Regions from separate parts of the Sus scrofa genome. Here region 2 is linked to region 1. Evidence: chromatin contacts called from public HiChIP or PLAC-seq data. All regions are on one chromosome and are shown on one strand. Each heading gives the region's core, a stretch centred on a gene start, on an enhancer-like site or on the middle of the called end of the contact. The rest is flanking DNA. Distances are from core to core; before and after follow the strand shown. Region 1 holds the start of TAGLN3 (transgelin-3). Region 2 holds the start of PLCXD2 (PI-PLC X domain-containing protein 2).

Region 1 (6,433 bases), core at 1,930-4,429:
AAACATGACTGATAAACTGATTGGCTTAGGATTCTAAGTATTCATCTGTGAAGGAAACAGGAAGTGCCAGCTCTTTGTATGATACAGAGAAGGGGGGTGAGGCTTAAGGAGGCTTTTTTTTTTTCTTTGAATACCCCTTAAAACATCATTGTTTCTCGATCACAAGAAAGTTAACCCACTCTCACTGTCAGCAGAGCCATCTGCCCTGGGCAGGTCACTGCCTTAGGTGTTCTGTTGATTGGGACACTGATGACAGCTAGTGACAAGGAGCATGAGAACACAGTGTCAACCTGGCAGCTCTGCTTGGACCGTGTATCTCGGGCAGGCCTGGTGTGGAACAGTCACACAGATGGGTGGGCACATTCTGGCTCAGGCAGCAAATTAAGCACTACAACCAGAGGTCCCAAATTCTCTAGTGGTATCTTCATTCACATCTTTCCCCCCAATAATCATGGATTGTTAAATATGTCCAGAAACCTGATTTCCTTTTTATGCCTAGATTTCTTAGGTCAATTCACAAAAATGAAAGAAAAAAAATCATTTGACGCCCTCTCTGAGAAAATACACCTCTGGACGTTACTGTCACCAAGCTCCCAGATAATCTTTTAATAAAAGGGCAGGGTGCTATTTATTTCTCAGATTGAATGACAAAATTGCACCAGGCAGCTTTGTCTATAAGCCCGGGTGAGTCAGAAGCACACTTGCCACCCCCCTTCTCCCCCAGTAGCTATCATTTGTGGGGAAAGAGTACGTTGTGGGAGGGGTAAGAGGAACCAGAGGCATCCATGTAACCATTTTAGCTTCCTCCCAGAGGAGGCTTCTGTTTACATGTTAGTTAGGTCCCTGCTGTGTCCTGGGGTGTGTGTTCTTTAGAGGAAAAACACTTTTCATAGAGCATCACAAAGGGGGAGGCTGACAGCGCTGCTGGGTGACAGCGGATAACTCCCTCACACACACAATCACAGGCGCGCACACGCAGGGAAACACAAGGAAAAACACTGTGCGCAGGTTTTAACAAAGAGGCGAACAAAACGGTGGGGGGGAGGGGAGAATGAGCCCAAAGGCACCAGGGCTGTTTACCTTCCCACAGATCCACAGTCTGAAAAATGTCAGTGGTCCTGACACCATAGATCTCTGCAGCTTTTAGGAACTGGGAGATTTGTTCCATCTGCTTAAAAGCCATCTTTGACTCTGAGATCTTGGGAATGGGTTCTTGTCCAGGAGGGTATAAACTGTTTATCAGCTTACACAAGACCTGCAGAGGGAAAGGAGGAGACAAAAATCAGCGTTTCCCTTTGCATTTATCTCTCCCTAATGCACAGTGAGTCCTAGTCCCCATGGGGCACAGCCCAGAGGTTTGGGCATGGGCGAATCTTGCACCCCAGGAAGCCATGGGCTCTAAGCTGGGTGGCCAGCTCTTGTATTGAACCCCAAGACTCCAGGACTCCATTCTCAGGGCTGTTCCTACAGTGAGTCTGGGAGCCCGGGAATCCTCTGCCCTCCCTGCTCCTCCCCTCCTCTTTATGGGTGAGGAAAGAATGTTTACGAGAGGGGATGTGCATTGATGAGGCCAGGATTTCAGACTTTCAATGGAGAGATGAGTTAGTGGCTCCCAGGTAGGGTAAACGACATACTCTAATATTATTTTTTCTATCACAAAGGCAGATCAGAATCAGGCTTCAGTAACTCATCTGATAAGTGCTAATGATGTATAAAGGAAATGAACTGGGTATCCTCCTCCCAGATACCTATAACCAGAGTACTGGGCAAAACCCAACAGAGGTGTGGAATAGCAGTTATGTAACAGTAAATCACAGCCTGCAGGAACAGACAGGCTTGTTGAAATCAGCAGAGCCTATGGTCCCCAGTCACGCCTCTCCCCTCCCCAACACATAAGAGCATCTCCTTAGAAAAGCAGTTAAGAATCAAATAAGGATTCCCTTTAGTTTCAAGAGAATCTAACCGTTCAGCAGACAGGCATTGAGCATCCCAAGGAGTGTGGCTCCAGGAGGGATGGGTGAGTGGTTAGTCCTCCCCCTCCATCCCTTCCTTTGTTTTACTATGGAACCAACCTATTTCTCTGGGGAAGGAATGGCCCCAGAGGAGCTGATGAGAGATCTCAAGGGAATACTTATCTCTCTTCTCAATGGAAAGAGCAAAAGGGCTTCGAATTTGCCAACAACTCAGCAGGAAGCTGCAATGTCAGGGATGGATGAGAAGTCCTCTCATGCAGCAAGGGAATTGTACAGGGAGCCCAGATCTTCAACCCCAGGGAGAGATAAAGGTATTCCCGTCCCCTTCCCGTGAGACTCAGAATCTGGCAGCCACAGCTCCTCTCGCAGCCTCACATTAAAAGGAGAGATTCTGAAGGGTTTCCCTGCCCACTGCCCCCAGTAACCAAGATCGCCGCAGGCCTTACCGTCCCGTCCATTAACCATTTCTGAAAATGGGTCCTGCCGGGGGGTGGGTGCTCTATGTCCTCCGCGCACTGCAGGATGATCCAGTCCACCAGTTTGTTCTCCAGGTCTGCGTCATACTTCTGCTCAATCTTCTCCTGCACCTCTCGGCTTAAGCCGTAGCTCGGGCCCCTGTTAGCCATCTCTGGAAGAGAAGAGAGGACACGCGCGGCATCCACACAATAGCAGCAGCAGCCCGGGCTCCCCGCAAACGGGCTGGGCTGGGGCTGGGCTGGGGCTGGGCCGCCTGACCCAGCAGCAGCAAAGCGGGCAGAAAGCCGGGCGTGGTTTAAATCAAGGAGCCAATGAAGCCACTGGGGTTTCACCTACAAACGGGAAAGAAAGGCTCAGCCATGCGCCAGTGACTCTTAGAATAAAGCCCCCGGAGGTCCAAGGGGGCTGGAAGCCCCCTCTCAGTCCCGCCTATCAGTGAGAAGACATGATGTATAAGGACTCACAGTAAAGCCTGAAGCCCCAGGCAGCAAGGGGGCTGGCAGGGTGATGGTCGTTTCTTCCCTCCTCCCAGGAGCACTTTGCAAAGGTAGGAACCCCGAGATGCGAAAGAGCAGGTAATTAATAGGAAGGGAGGAAGGTCCCCTTGACGTTGAGCTGCTGATGCTGCATCGCGCCTGGAAGAATGGTACACTGATTCGATTTTCTCAGGGCTGAGGAGGGTCAAACCAGGGCGTTGCTAAGAGCCCTCAGAAAAACCAGCCCTCTGTTGTGTCAGTCAAGCTCTCCACCCGCCCACCTCCCCTCCCGCTGAGAGATTCTTTCTCAGCCTCACAATTCTTTCCCCTCCTCTGGGGGACAGCGGATTGTACACAAGGCCAGCGCACAGCTGCGCAGGGGATGGGGCCTGGGGGAGGGTCCGCTCTGTCGGCTGTCCATCTGTCAGGAGTTGCCAAGCCACTTTCCTCCGGCCTTGAGGGAACAGGTGTCTGGCCGTGGGGCGGGAGAGGTGGGGCCGTGAACTGTAACCATTAACTTGTTCAGCTGCCAGTCAGATTTCATCCAGAAACTTCCATGCTGGTGGGACACTGTTGTGCCTCAGTTTGACTTATATAGTGTTTTAATGCCATTTTTCACTCAAAAGACAGACACTTATAAAAAGACAGGAACGTCTGGAAAAGCCCTTATAAGAAGGCACGTTTTATAAATTAAACGGGGGTCCATGTGCTAAGAACTATTAGAGTGAAAGGTTTTGCTAGAGTTTGAAGATTTCATCTGTTTATTTTCTTTCATTAAGGACCAGGAAAGCACAGCTGACAGGCTGTCAGTGGTAACTGAGTAATTGGTGTGAGGAATCATCAGACCTAAGTTAGCCTGAAATTTTAATTAACCACTGAAGGCCTTGGTAGTTCATCTCCCTTGACTATAAGCCACTTGGGTAAGGATGGTCTTGTCTAAGGCTCTAGGTACTATTCATGGGGAAAACACCACACATTTTGGTTTTCTGTAATTCAGCAAAAATTTTTTTTAAACATTTCACCATGCCAAGTCCTGTGCTGAAGAGAAAGAAAATATAACTTTTTCCTCTAGAACAGGTTGACCAATTGACTCAGAGCATGACATAAAGCAATTCTAGTACATGGGATAGTGATCTTCATCCCTGTGGGAAATTGATTAGAAGCTATGCAGGAAATGACCTCAAACGATACACATACTGAGAACACACTCCTGCCAGCTGGAGCCTGGACTCGTGAAAATTTAATTACTTAGGAGAGATGTGGGTGGTTTGCCTGTGAAAAGACTTAGTGGTCAGTAGTTGAAAGCATAGGAGAGAGAACTCTGTGGCAGACAAGAGGTTGTGAGAAAATCAGAGCTGTGAGATCAGTGGGTTTAGAAAAAATCATGAGAAGGGGCTGACGAATGCAGGTATGGGTGCTGCATAGAACCATCATTTGAAGAAACTCTAAAGGCAGCCTAATGGGCTCCAGAGACCTGCAGTTCAGGGGTAGAGTCTAGAGCAGTGACATTGTCAGCAGAATTTTGGAAGCCACTCAGTTGCATCTTGGGTGGCAGGAATAAGGTCAGTTCCAGTCTGAACTAAGGAAAACAGAAGCCCAAACAGAAAACATGTTACTTCCTCCCAGGCTGTAGTTGCCCAAAGTAAGATGTTAGTTTGTTATATAAAACCAGAAACAATTCTAAAGGATGGACATTCCCCTTCCTCTTTTTTTCTCCAGACTCTGTCTTGCAGGTCTTTTGTACACAAAGATTTTTTCCCTGTTGTAACAAAATATGTGCTGTTCTTTGAGAATGACTGTATTCTCTGGAGAGATACAATGGCAAAGGGGAGAGTCCAAGCAAGGCATAGGTTAGTCGAGTCCAGAAATCCACAGGAAGTCTTTAGAGAAAAAAAGCATTTGATCCCCTGGATGGTGCCAGTGGAAAGAGGCTCAACCTTCCACTTACTGAGTACTTATTAATATTATAATTTTTTTTTCAACAACCTTTTTTTTATGGGTCTGTGTATCTGAGATTTAAAAAAAAAGACTTGCAGCATGGTCTAATAGCAAAATTAAACTTGTAAACACAAATGCCAACCAGGTGTCATGCTAAAAATATACACAAGATTCTCATGTACAATTATATCTAGAGGAAGGGGGTAGGAGATTAGCGAAAGGATTTATAAATGAGATGCCTTTATGTCTCGGAAGATGAGTAGGTGTTTGCCTGGTGAATGGAGTGAGATGTTTGCAGGGTGGATGGGGTGATGTAGGAGGGATAGGGAACATTGCTGGCAAAGGCAGCTTATTTAAGAAGGTGAAAACGTTCTAGTATCAACAAAGCACAGGGTGAAAGGGAAGAGACACACAGAAAGTAAAATAAAGCCAGAATGTCCGGCAGGCTGCAGATTATAAAGTAGTGTGCTTGTAAGTGTCCAGGGTTAAATGTTCAGAAGTTTTGAAAGCCAGGTGTCAAACAGCCATTACAAGCAATTAAGTTATATAAACTTACACATAAATAAATTATATTGCAAACAAAGGTTAAATACTCAAAATGGAACACTTCCTAATTTATTTTGTTACATTTTACTCTTACCTATATTTTTGAGGATATTTATATTTATTGTCTCTACGGTGTGTATACTATGTAACAGTCTGTGACTGGCGGTTTCTTCTCAGCTTTATCATATTCAGTAACGTCACAGTGGTAGCTTGAAACCAGCTATGACTGGAGTGTTTATGCCATGGATATTGGCAAATGCTACAAAATCAGGGGGCTTCCCCTCCCCCCACCCCACAGCCACTTGTTGAATATTTACTGGCCTTGCCACCAGGCTTAGGTATCATTCAAATGAGCTTGAGTGTTTTCTACGCAAAAATGAACCATCAGATCTGATTTAGATGAAGAAAAAGGAGATGTCAGAATGACTCATAAGTTTGACTTGAGTAACAGAGGTAATGGTCTCACCAATTATTGTAGGTGGGGAGGTACATTAAGGGGGAAAGATAACAGGCTTTGGACTTATTGCATTTGGGAGGGCTGCCATGATCCATCCCAGTCATTAGACAGTTGGTTTTATGCATCTGGAACTCAAGGGAAAAAATCTGGAATGAAGTACTTAAATCATCTGCATGCCGGCAGCAGTTAAAACCAGGAACATGGGTGAAGTTGCTCAGGGTGAATAAGCTGCCTAAGAAGAGAGCCAAGGTCAAAAAAGAAAGGAATATTAACATTACCAGGTGGGTAAGATGATGCAGCTTGGTCAGGGATGCCTGGGGTTCAAGAATGTCAGAACAAAGTCTCTGATCTCCATGGTCCATTGACAGAGGGAGGTTGGCACATAAACTGAGAGTTTCAAACTAGTAAGTTCTATCAAAAAGGTGTGTGCAGAGTGTTGTTCATGAGAGAGCTCAGAGGACCTACTGAGAATTTCTTGGACACAGAGATGAGGATGAGTCAGGAAAGGCTTCAGTATGAAACCCAGATTTGAACTTTTCCAGTAGAAGTTTACCTGTCAATAAAAA
Region 2 (6,433 bases), core at 1,401-3,900, 330 kb after region 1:
AGGGGGGAGGGGGGAGAAGGGGGAGAGGGCCCATGAATGGCTAGCACTTAATATGTGATTTTCCTGTCTTGAGCTTATATATACATACACTCATGTCCCTTCTGTTGCTGGGAAAAGGGCATTCACAGCAATGAGTTCTGTTTCTTTTAAAGAATCTTTTTTTTTTTTTTTTTTTGCATGGAAAAACTAAACTTCACAAAGCAGGGTGAACAAATTCCTGTGTCCCCCATGGTAGCTAACCATAGCATTTCCAGTCACAATGGCAGGCTCTGCTCTTTGCAAACTGACAATTCCAGTAACTGGGTGATACCTATAGATCGCAGAAAAAATGCCCAGCTCCTTTCTGGAGTCTGGGAGTCAGAGTGCATAGCCACGCCATGGACAGGGCTGCTGCTGTGGTCTGAACAGTCCAAAGTACAACAGGAAGGAGGAAGCTCCAGCCTACCAGGACATGCCCTGAATGATAGAGCCATTTAGCGCTGCCTAAGATGCCATTCTGTTTGCAAACACGTACTACTTGCTGTACCACCTGACAAAACAATTCCATTAGAGAGCCTAAAGACAAATGACTCATGTTAAAAGAGGCCTGTGTATCATTTCAGGGATGACTCCACAGGCGTCAATTAAACATGGAAAAGACGTGTTCTGAAGCACAACCATCTGGCATTTCCCAAGGAGCTGTAGTCAATGGCTGATAAAACACAAGTGATCATAACTATAAAGATATTCAGCAACTCTCTCCTTGCTCAAAAGCAACAAGAGCCCATGAGGACAATGAACCTGGAAGACCTCCAAAAGAAGAGGCAAGGAAGGAAAGGCTGCATCTGAAGCCAGCCTGGCTCTTTCTCATGCATAGAAAGCAAAGATCTGGGGTTGCATGAGGTCATCTTGTCTGCCACCAAAAAGCTGACTGCTCCCAGGGATGCTTGGGAGTTTGTCTGGAAGTCTAGGGGTGAAGTCAATTGTTATGCCTCCAGGTGAGAGAGAGGACTGGCACTGGTCCATCTCCTGCTCCTAGGAGTGCTTTCCAAGTATCAGAATCCAGGACTTTGCCCAGCACAAGAGACCAAGATCCCTGTAGTCCAAACCTCCTTCCCTAGAAACCATGTTTTAACCAGCTATTGGGAGGAAGGAAGAGGACACATTTAACAAATCTAATGAGAGTGATGTCATGGTACAAAACCCCCAGGAGCGGAAAAGTGGCTGGTGCAGAAGTGCTTTTCAAGGCTTCAGTTCTAGATCAGCCAGGCAGACATCTGTGTATATACATAGAGAGACAAAGCTTCAAACACCACCACCTTATCACACCTAATGACTGCCTGTGATGAGCACCTGCATTCTCTATTTCTGGCTTTTTCAGCAACAAAAATATGTGTTTTTATACTCAGTCCTGGTTCTGAACCTATTCTTAATGCTAATCCATTTTTTGTTTCTCTCCCCACTAGGCAAGGTCAGATAAATGAGAAAGGAAATACCCTACAGTATTAATTTTGATCCAGATCTAAAATTGTTAATGACTTTATATTCATTACCCTTGATATCTCCTTTTTGAGTGATTTCAAGTAAACGAACCTCTTACAGACCCTGGTCCCACAATTAAGAAGTTAATGTTCTTAGAATGAGGCTTTCAAGTAAAAACAAAACAAAAAGACCCAAACAAACAAACAAAAAATGGTGCTTCTGTTCTCTTGAGTCCTCTTAAGTCCAATGATGCAGAGGACTTAAATCTCTTTACAGCAGCCGCATCAGTGTTAAGTTTTTGGTTGGAAATAAAAAGCGGTTTAGTTAAGGTCACTGACAATTACTTTCTCAGCACAATGGAAATGCAGCCCAACCCATTAACAACACTAAAATGGCAGAAGCAAACACAGTGGGAACAAGTAGGAATAGAAGAATACCTGGGATTGCCAGATGGGAAAGGGGTACGTTGTGGAGGTGAGGAGGGAGTGAGGCCATCCAGTCAGCATTGCAGACCTCCAAGGATGTCTTTGTCCCGCTGGGGTTGGGGGAGCAGATGGTCCCCATCCTGAGTTTCCTCCTAACCTTCCTAACTGCTAGCATCCCTCTCTGTCAGTCAACTGCTGAGGCTCAGCCCAGTGCCACTCACTCAGCGATCATCATTGCCCGGGCTCTCGAGCATTTTAGGGCCACCTTTGTCACGCTAGCCTGCTCAAAAGGCCTTTCAGGTGGGGAGACGGGGCAAATAGGTGGTTCCCTAGCCCCCAGCACCTGCAGTCCCCACCCTCTCTGGCCCAGCCGCTGTTCTACTCCCTTAATCTGCTGAAACCCGGCTCCGCTAAACTTCTTAGGTTCCTCCTCTGACGCCAGAGGAAGGTAGGCCCCTCGAAATAAATCATGCAAAAACTGAACGTCCCATGAGCAACCACGCCCGGAGGCACTCACACGACAGGTGCCCACATCGCAAATAGTCCTGCCGGTGGTTCTGTAATACACACGTGAGCGCCCGGACGCACCATCCTTAGCCTGACTTATGCTTCTGTGTGTGTCACTGGGCTGGCACATAAGCTGGGCCTGCCTGCTACCTCTCCCCGGTTCCTCCGCACAGGTTCCCCTACCCTGTGGCTTCCGAAGGCGCTCAGAAGTGTAACCGGCGGCACCAGGACTCCCGGCAGCCCCGCCCCGCACTGCCGGGCAGATTTGCCGGGCGAGGCGGCCAGTGATTGGTCGCTGACGGAGGGCGCTCCGATTGGCCCGCGCCCTCCCGGGCTGCCCCTTCGAGCTGCGCCCACCCCTCCGCTGCCCGGCCTACCCCCTGCGTTACTCCCGCCTTCTGCGCGTAGCCAGCCACTGCCATAGGAACTGCAGGCAGGCAAACCAACACGCTTGGGCCCAGTCAGGTCTAGGGTCGGGCAGGTCTTTCCACAGCCTTCTTTACGGAATCAGCATTCAGATGTTAAACGCAGCCTTTCTTCCTTCTTCCTCCTAAATACACACACACACACACACACTCTCTCTCTGTCTTACAGAGAGAGTATTACATACCTTATAAACCATAGAGGCGGCAGAAATATGAGAGGTAAAGAAACTAAGGTGCAGTGTATCCTATTTGGATGGTTTGTGTCTCCACCATAACCTAATTCATATTCACCCACACGACCCCTCTACAGAGAAAGAAATAATGATACTTTATGCTTGCATCGCCTGTTTGGAATCTTCTTCCAAATTTTTTGTCCCATTTGCTCTTCACAGCATTCCCAGAAGTAGGGAGGGTTGCGGATCAGATCCCCTTTTCATAGACAGTAAAGCCAGAGGCCCTTCTGGGACCAGTTCATGTGGTGGCCTATTTTGAAATCCCATTTTGGAATGAGATTCCATTTTTGGAATGAGCCCCAAGCTCAGCCCATTTCTCTGCTTTCCACAACATTCCCTACACCTTCAAATGATCCTTTTCCATGTTGTAACCCAAAGGATCGCTAATGCTAAGAGAACGTCTCACGTTGGTGATAATCACAGGAACAAATTGGAAAACAGGCAAATCAAGAACCTGACCTTGGTGGGGCCCTGGACTTCAAGCCAGGCAGCTCTTCAGTGGCTCAGGATGGGCTCATGGGAAAAGGAAACAGCAGCCTGTGCCAGCAGAAGACTTGCAGATCAATCTATACCTGCAATCTATATATAGGTATAGATTGATCTGCAGGTCAGCTGACATAATGGCCCAGTGGCCCCACCCCATGTCCTAGGTAAAACTACACAGCAGCAATGCAGTTACTTTTCCAGGACTAACTCCTGCTGCCTATTGCCTCCTTTTGGCATCTTATTAAATTTCCTCTGCTGGGCTATTATTAACATTCATTGAAACCTGCTTTTCAGCCTTTTGAGCTACGTAATATTACCAGTTTTTCTTTTTTTTTTTTTCCTGGAGGAGTATGCCTTGGTTAATAGAAAGAAAGGCTATACTACTTATCACAGAGCTTCTGATGCTTCAATAGCACTTCAATGTAGTGCTCTACATAGTGGGAATATGTCACCTACCTGTTTAAATCAATGAAATTCATCCCCAGTTCTACCCGCAAATCACACTATGAAGGAATATCCCAAGATTTACTTTTGAAATGTCATCTTTCTGGGCTTCCCTTTAACTTAATTTTTTTTTTTAATTACCAAACACAAATTTTATGAAAGCCGCCTAAGGCAAACAAAATGTGTTCTTTAAGCTTTACTGTGGAATGCTAATTTCAATGACTTTTCCCCTTATTTTTCAGCTCTTAATGGAAAGAAGGAGCATAATAAGAAAGCATTAAACCTTAGACTTCGTGACATCATTGCGTGAGAACTTGAAAACAAGAGTAGAACCACTTCAGAATGAGATGTTTTGTACCTCTGACAGCTTTCGGTTTGTCTAAGAAAACCATTCAAAAGAAGGCAACACTCTCTCTATACCTTGAGTCGGTCCTGGAAGAAATTTTGCAGGTGAAAACACAGTCTTGGCATATAGCAGGTGCTCTATAAATACCTGTTAGAAGGGAGATGCTTGATAAAACGTGTTCTGCTGGGTTCTAGGTAGTACCTTAGAGCCCTGCTTTTCAACCTTTAATGTGCAAATCAACCATGTTCTGATTGAGTTGGTCTGAGATAGGCATGAGATCCTGTTTTTCTTTTTTCTTTTTTTGTTTTTTTGCCTTTTTCTAGAGCCCCATCTGTGGCAAATGGACATTTCCAGGTTTGGGGTCTAATTGGAACTGTAGCCACCAGCCTACGCCAGAGCCACAGCAACGCGGGATCTGAGTCACATCTGAGACCTACACCACAGTTCAAGGCGCTGGATCCTTAACCCACTGATCGAGGCCAGGGATGGAACCCACAACCTCATGGTTCCTAGTCGGATTCATTAATCACTGAGCCATGACGGGAACTCCAGATTCTGTTTTTCTAACATGATTTTAGCTGATGCAGCCCACACTGAGTAACAAACACCTTAGGAAACAAGCTCATCATGGCTAGGTGAGAATATGTATTTCATTGTTTCTCTTTTCCAAGGCCTTATAATACTTTTATTACTTTTATAATAAAAAAATTTTGTATTAAGAGTCCCAGCTAAGAATTTCTAAAGAATTAGAGAATAATTGTTTTGTCATATAACATAATGGAAACCAATTTATGAGTGTAATTTTTATACTCTACCACAATTTCTTTGGAAAAACTAATTTTAAAATAAAGATGAATAGGTACAGGAGTTCCCGTCAAGGCTCAGCAGTAATGAACCCAACTAGTATCCATGAGGACATGAGTTCGATCCCTGGCCTCGCTCAGTGGGTTAAGGATCAGGCATTGCATGAGCTGTGGTATAGGTGGAAGATGCAGCTCAGATCCCACATTGCTGTGGCTGTGGTGTAGTCAGGCAGCTGCAGCTCTGATTTGACTCCTAGCCTGGGAACATATGCTATGTATGCGGCCCTAAAAAAATTAATAGTTGCCATTTGGATAGTTAATATATTCTTAATACTATATTATGAAATTTATCAAACAGAAAATAGACTAAATAGGAGGACTGAAATTTTAAATCAAGTCAATTTTAATTAACAATGACAACCAAGGGAGTGTTTATTATGTACAAATCATTTTGATAGAGGCTGGCGATGGAAGAAAAGCTAAATAAAAGTTGAATCTGATGGACCTCAGATAATATATAACCCAGGAGAAAAGAGAGTCAAATATGTGAATTACAAAATGTAATGAGAGGCTGAATGAAGGGATAACAGAGGCGCAAGTGGAGGACAGGAAAGAGGTGTCCATTTTGATGGAGGATGGGCCCAGGGATGCATTATTAGAGGAGGTGGCATTTGAGCTAGGTCTGGAGTTCTGAGAAAAGTTTCTGCAAGTGGAAAATGGATGGAGGGTTTTGGCATGAGAAAGGGGTCATGTAGCTGAAAAAACATAAGCAAACGCAAGTATAAGCAAAGCTGACAATGAATGGGGGATGTGAGAAACAGAAAAAACACAAGCGTGGCAGCACATAGAATACATGGGAAACATAACTCATTTACTATCACTGAACCTTCACCAGAACCCAGTGAGTTAGATACTTGGTCCATTCCCATTTTGGAAAGGACACTGAAGCTTAGAGGCTATATAACTCTGCCCACAAGTTCATAGCTAGTTAGTGGCTATGACTCCAATCTCTTGATCATTGTGCCAGTGGTTTCTCATTATATGTGACCTATTTTTATTGTAAACCTGGTAAAGGATATTTATGACCAAAGTACATTAAAGAGTTTGGACTTTTTTCCTAAAGATAAGAGACACCATTGCAGCTTTTTGAGAAAGGTAGTAAAATGATTGTATTTTAGGAATATAACTCCAGCATAATGAAGAACTATTGGAAATATACAGTCTTTCAGGTAAATCATTGAAATAGGTTATCTAAGCAAGAAAAAAATGAGAAAACATGCAGAACTCTGGAAAAGGAAGTCTA

Evidence for each region. HiChIP or PLAC-seq counts read pairs in DNA pulled down with a chosen protein or histone mark.
Region 2: an H3K27ac HiChIP or PLAC-seq map of skeletal muscle shows a contact between it and region 1, with 3 times the contacts expected there. The contact joins the promoter of PLCXD2 here to the promoter of TAGLN3 in region 1. A contact is called at or near these places in 1 of 5 promoter capture datasets (liver), 1 of 47 Hi-C or Micro-C datasets (heart right ventricle) and 1 of 2 datasets of contacts at active chromatin or transcription factors (skeletal muscle).

Annotation. Positions count from the first base shown.
Region 1 is chr13:147,751,666-147,758,098 of Sscrofa11.1, forward strand. It overlaps TAGLN3 (transgelin-3), which reads right to left and starts at 3,180. Exons shown (of 4, transcript XM_021070390.1): 1 at 2,420-3,180; 2 at 1,081-1,255. The coding sequence starts at 2,599.
Region 2 is chr13:148,085,116-148,091,548 of Sscrofa11.1, forward strand. It overlaps PLCXD2 (PI-PLC X domain-containing protein 2), which reads right to left and starts at 2,651. Exons shown (of 4, transcript XM_003358819.4): 1 at 1,899-2,651. The coding sequence starts at 2,061.